Regions from separate parts of the Mus musculus genome. Here region 2 is linked to region 1. Evidence: chromatin contacts called from public promoter capture Hi-C data. All regions are on one chromosome and are shown on one strand. Each heading gives the region's core, a stretch centred on a gene start, on an enhancer-like site or on the middle of the called end of the contact. The rest is flanking DNA. Distances are from core to core; before and after follow the strand shown. Region 1 holds the start of Ccar1 (cell division cycle and apoptosis regulator 1). Region 2 holds the start of Dna2 (DNA replication helicase/nuclease 2).

Region 1 (2,700 bases), core at 69-2,568:
GGATATAGGAAAAGGCTAGTTTAGAGAAATCATTGATATATTAAAGACACGTTCCAAACAAGAACCAACCGAAGTGTGCAACAGAACATTTGAAATAAAACGCACAACCAGCCTATCAACAGATCACTTGTGCATACTCTATTTAAAAGATATCCTTGGGGCTGACTTAAAGGAACTTCCTTCAGTAACTACAAGGTCATTTCCTAAAAAGGTCTGCCCGAGCTTAGTGGCAAAGCCTTTAATCCCCTCCCAACCCATCCCTCCAGAGGCAGAGTCAGGCGGATCTCTATAAACTCCAGGCCAGCATGATTTATATGACATTACAAACCAGCTAGGGCTAGATACAGAGCCTCTCTCTCTGGGGACAAACGAACTTATAGACGCAGCAAGTACAGCCTGCGTGTTTCTTTGGGCGATGGTCTGAGGTCCTGCAGTGGGGTTAAATCAATAACGGAAACTGCGTCGAGACCCCCCCTCCCCCATAAAGGTATTGGCAGATACCATCTCAATAACGAACATTACTTTAAGGGCTAGGAAGTCACTATGGCCTTTGTCACCCTAGTCTCCACTCCGGGAGTGGGGAGGCAGTTGGGAGGACGCGCGGCTCCAAAAGAACCACTGCGAAGACCCCGGCTCAAAAACCCAAGAGAAAAGGAAAAGATGGGCCTGGCATCCCGGGGTGAGGACACTCATCTTCCTCCCACGCGCCGGCCGTGAAAGATGGAAGGCAGCGCCCCAGGCCGCGGCCACTGGGGCCCGCGGGTCGTCGCAGTCCCCGAGGTCCCCGGGCCGGTCTGAGAGAACCTCCAAGCGCTGGAAACGCTCGCCGCCGCCGCCCGGGGCCGGGTCTCAGCGGCGGGGCAGCGCGGGCCGGAGGACGCACGGCCTCCGGCCTGGCCCGGCCCAGTCGAAGGGGCGCAGGCCGCACCTGAGGGGCCTGGAGCCGCTGCGCTGGGGGCAGGGCGCGGCGCGTGGGGCCTACTCCGACCCGCACAAAAGGGACCGCGTCCCTCGCCCGCCGGCCCCGCGGCGTCCGCCATCACACACCCACCCGCCACCGCCACATCACTCGCTCCCTACCCCTCCGCTGACCGGCTGCCAACGAACGGAAGCAACCCGCCGCGGCCTCCCACCGCGCCACACCAAAACACTGACCAGACCTTCACCTGAGTCTGGCCCGGGTTAACCGAGAAGCCATTTCAAACCCGTCAAGCTCAGGCGCATGCGCAGACTGCTTTCCCCTCCAACCCCCCTGCCTACGCCGCACCGCCTCCCGGTTCCGAGAGGAACGGGCGCGTGCGCGAAAAAAGTTCGGCGTGCGCGCTCCCCGCGAGTGCGTTCACTGGGGAGCGAGAGCGAGCCTCAGCCGGGTTACCTTGACTTCGCTGAACAATGAGCTGGCTGTCGCTCGCCTGCTCTGAGGCCAACGCTGTCCTTCCCTGGGAGAGAGAGGGAGAGCGAGCGGCAGTCACGTGGTCCGGCCGGTGTCGCCGCCGCCATCTTGTGGTCCCTCTATTCTTGTTTGGAACATGTTTGGAAGAATAAGCCTGTAAGAACTTCGTTGTTAGCGGGCAGTGGTGGCGCACGCCTTTAATCCCAGCACTCGAGAGGCAGAGGCAGGCGGATTTCTGAGTTCGAGGCCAGCCTGGTCTACAGAGTGAGTTCCAAAACAGTCAGGGTTATACAGACATATCCTGTCTCGAAGAACAAAAAAAAAAAATTTTTTTTTGTTTACATTCTTTTCATTTTTAGAGGGTTTTGCCTCCATGATTTATGCGCACAGGTGTGGGCTTGGTGCCCCTGGAGCTGAGAAGACGACAGATCCCCCGAAACTAGAGTTCCTGACCGGTGTGAACCACCCCGTGGGTGCTGATAATCAATCCCAGGTCCTGAGAACAGAGATTAGTGCTTTTAACCGCAGTGCCATCTCCTCGGGATTAAGGCTGGAATGTGTAAAAGCGAACAACTGAGTGGATTTTAATACACTGAGTGCAGGCCATCATCACCCCTAGTATTTGAAGACCCTACTGAAAAGAAACAGCTGGAGGATTTGGGGGGCGAGAGGGAGTGGAAAGGTTGGGGGATGGGGGAAGTGCACACCTCTAATCCCAGCGCTCAAGAGGCAGAGGCAGACACAGCCAGGGCAACACAGATAAACCCTGTCTCAAAAAATGAAAGACAGAGCTATTATTAAGTCATTTTCTAATTTTGTCCTACACCTGCTGGTGACATCTAGTCAAATTCTCAACATGAAATAGCTTATGCTAGGAATCCCACATAAGATTAGCTGAGCCAAGCATGATCAGGTGGTGACCTGTAATCTAACACTTGGGAGGGAGGGGAAGGGAGGATCAGGAGTTCAAGGCCAGCCTGGACTGTGTAACACCTTATCTCATCAAACCCAATAGGATAAAATATATAGCTTTTTCTGTGGTTCCTTGTATTTTTTCCCTTAAATTTTATGAACACAGGATCACATAGGTACACGTTCTTTAATATTTTTCAAACCACAAGGGTCCTTTCTCCCACTTAAGTAAAACTTACAGAAGTTGGGTAAAATGTAACTCCTTTGTCCTTACTAATTCTGTCCTGACCTTCAAACTATTAGAATATAGTCATCACACTATAGTAATTTGTAAAAATTCAAAACAGCGTGTGCCAGGTGGCCCAGCAATAAGAGGGACAAAGTGAGAAAACTTA
Region 2 (2,700 bases), core at 51-2,550, 150 kb after region 1:
TTTGATTATCATGCCACTGCGTTTCCCAGAGGCAGTTATGATAAAGATTAAATATCTTTGCCCTTAAAAGGAGAGTAGCATTGTAGATGCTTGTCTAAAATAACTTGGTATGTACTAGGAAATGTAAATGGACCATCAATTTAGATGAAGCAATGTTTCTGAGGTATTATGTCAAGATATAAGTTCTTCCATGTAATGTAATTTTAGTGTGTCATAGTCCGAAGCGTAAATATAAACCACATTTTGATTGTTACATTTTAAAAAGGTTGTTTAGAATATAAGAATTCTGATCATTGTGTTTAGAACACTTTTTGTTGTAAGCATGACCCATGGAGTAGAAGCATCAAGCCTTCTCTAGAGGTAGTTATTTGTAGAACTGATGTGATTTTTAAAACATTAAAATTAAGCTGCAAATGTTATTTCTGCATTTTTTCATGTATATAAATATTTCTTGTCACATCTTGGAAAAAATTGGATGAATTAGTTTCATTTTTATAATCTTTACTTTAAAAATAAAAATGTATCATGTGATTTGTAAATGTACCAGGAGTGGGGATAAGTCTGTTTATAAAACTCTTTTGTATATTTTAATTTCTGGACTACATTGTAGCTAATTATTCCATTCAATCTTAAGGTAATTTAAATCTATAAAATAAATATCGCAATTATATTATCAATAAAGAGAACTGAAGATATTTTCTAAAATAAGAAATTGCCTTCTATGTCTGTTATAGAATCCATATGATATTAAAAGTAATTTTTTATCCTTGTTTTGATGGCTTGGTTTTTTTTGTTTGTTTGTTTGTTTTTTTGAGACAGGGTTTCTCTGTGTAGCCCTGGCTGTCCTGGAACTCACTCTGTAGACCAAGGCTGGCCTCGAACTCAGAAATCCGCCTGCCTCTGCCTCTGAAGTGTTTGGATTAAAGGCGCGCGCCACCACGCCCGGCTTAGATTTACTTTTTAAAAAATTTATTTTGTTTGTGTGTGTGTTTGTGAGTACTATGCACTATGTGCATGAGGATGCCTTTCCAGGCCAGAGGGTGGGAGGCATCAGATCCCTGCAACAAGACAGGTTCGTAGTGGAAATTCAGCTGCATCTCCCGCTCTCCTGCTCTGAAAAGCCCGAGACGGGGGATTGCTATGAGACGCGTGCAGTTGCGCGGCAGCCCAGCAGGTTCATGCAGGCATCCGGTCCTGGAGTGGAGACGGCGGAAAAGCGCCTCCGGTCCGGCGCTGTGCTTCCCGGCGCGGAGAGCGCGGGAGCCGCTGGCGCGCGGGGCGCCTGCTGCGCATGCGCAGCGAGCTGGCGCTTCTCTAGCGCCGCGAGTTACGGCTGCCCGCTCTCCCGGCGGGCTTCGGCAGGAATGGAGCCGCTGGACGAGCTGGACCTGCTGCTGCTGGAAGAGGACGGCGGAGCGGAGGCCGTGCCGCGGGTGGAGCTGTGAGCCTGCGGGAGGGCGGCGGGCGCGAGCGGGACCTGCGCGGTTTTCCCGGGTGTTAGCTGGAGGGTGATCGTCGGCCAGTCTTAATTGGGACCTGAGCTTGCTGGTGTAGCCCGCTGCTTTTTCACACGTCAGCCCACCCCTGTCATTGATACTTTGGATTTGATTTTGTCTTATTTGCATGTGCGGAAGACCCGCTTGTGGCGGTCGGAGGAGCACCCGTGCTAGTTATTTTCTTTCACGTGGGACGTCGGGGTCAAACTCCGGGCTGAAGGCTTGCCAGGAATCGCCTTTAGTCAGACGACCCAGTGTTCGTTCGTTCTTTCTTTCTTTCTTTCTTTCTTTCTTTCTTTCTTTCTTTCTTTCTTTCTCTCTCTCTCTCTCTCTCTCTCTCTCTCTCTCTCTCTCTCTCTCTCTCTTTCTTTCTCTTTTTTGGTTTTTTGAGACAGGGTTTCTCTGTGTAGCCCTGGCTGTCCTTGAACTCACTTTGTAGACCAGGCTGGCCTCGAACTCAGAAATCCGCCGGCCTCTGCCTCCGGAGTGCTGGGATCAAAGGCGTGCGCCACCACGCCCGGCTTTTATTTATTTTTAAATTTACTTAAGTGTACATATGCAAGTGCCTGAGTTTAGAGGCATCTCCTGGCGCTCGTGCCATCCCTTCAATATATCTTTTAAGAGCTCCTGGAGGTGTTACACCCGGTATACAGTAGGTCCAAGCCCTCTAATGCCATAAAGATTAGTATGATTGGCAGCTCCTGGCAGCAATTGCAGTGAACCTTTCATGCTGCTTCCCGCGTCCCTCTTTTTTCCTTCAAGCAGTAGTTGGGCGGACCAGGTACAGCAAGCAGGTGCTGTGCCACTGAACATTGTCATGCCCAGCACAGCAGGTGCTATGCCACTGAACTTTGGCATGCCCAGTATATCAGTTATCTGGAAAATGGACAGGACTAGCTCTCTTTAGTTGTACTTCCTAATTGCTTTCGACTGTGGTAGAAGCCCTTTTTGGTATTTTCCAGTTTTTGAGGTAGCCCAGGCTAGCCTCGAGCTGAGATGTGTAGCCAGCCCAGGACGGCTTTGACCTTCTGATCTCTGATCCTCTTTTTTTCCACTTCCCAAGTGTTTGTTTTGTTGCTGTTGTTTTATACAGGGTCTCATTTTGTAGACCAGGCTAACCTTGTGTGGTTAGGAGGTAGGAGTGGGCCCTGGAGGCCCAAGAAAAAGCCACACAGGCTGATTAATGTCTAGTCCAGGTATTGGT

Evidence for each region. Promoter capture Hi-C pulls out the DNA fragments that hold promoters and counts their contacts.
Region 2: a promoter capture Hi-C map of neural stem cells shows a contact between it and region 1. The contact joins the promoter of Dna2 here to the promoter of Ccar1 in region 1. A contact is called at or near these places in 12 of 39 promoter capture datasets (3T3-L1-derived adipocytes, the C10 cell line, the HPC-7 cell line and 8 more), 9 of 484 Hi-C or Micro-C datasets (cranial neural crest, embryonic stem cells, erythroblasts and 3 more), 12 of 115 datasets of contacts at active chromatin or transcription factors (the 230-238 cell line, the HPC-7 cell line, the SCID.adh cell line and 8 more) and 5 of 9 other capture datasets (adipose tissue, embryonic stem cells, liver and 2 more).

The regions. Positions count from the first base shown.
Region 1 is chr10:62,791,050-62,793,749 of GRCm38.p6, forward strand. It overlaps Ccar1 (cell division cycle and apoptosis regulator 1), which reads right to left and starts at 1,319. Exons shown (of 25, transcript NM_026201.3): 1 at 1,167-1,319.
Region 2 is chr10:62,945,729-62,948,428 of GRCm38.p6, forward strand. Dna2 (DNA replication helicase/nuclease 2) reads left to right here and starts at 1,301. Exons shown (of 21, transcript NM_177372.3): 1 at 1,301-1,441. The coding sequence starts at 1,365. It overlaps Slc25a16 (solute carrier family 25 (mitochondrial carrier, Graves disease autoantigen), member 16), which reads left to right. Exons shown (of 9, transcript NM_175194.2): 9 at 1-766.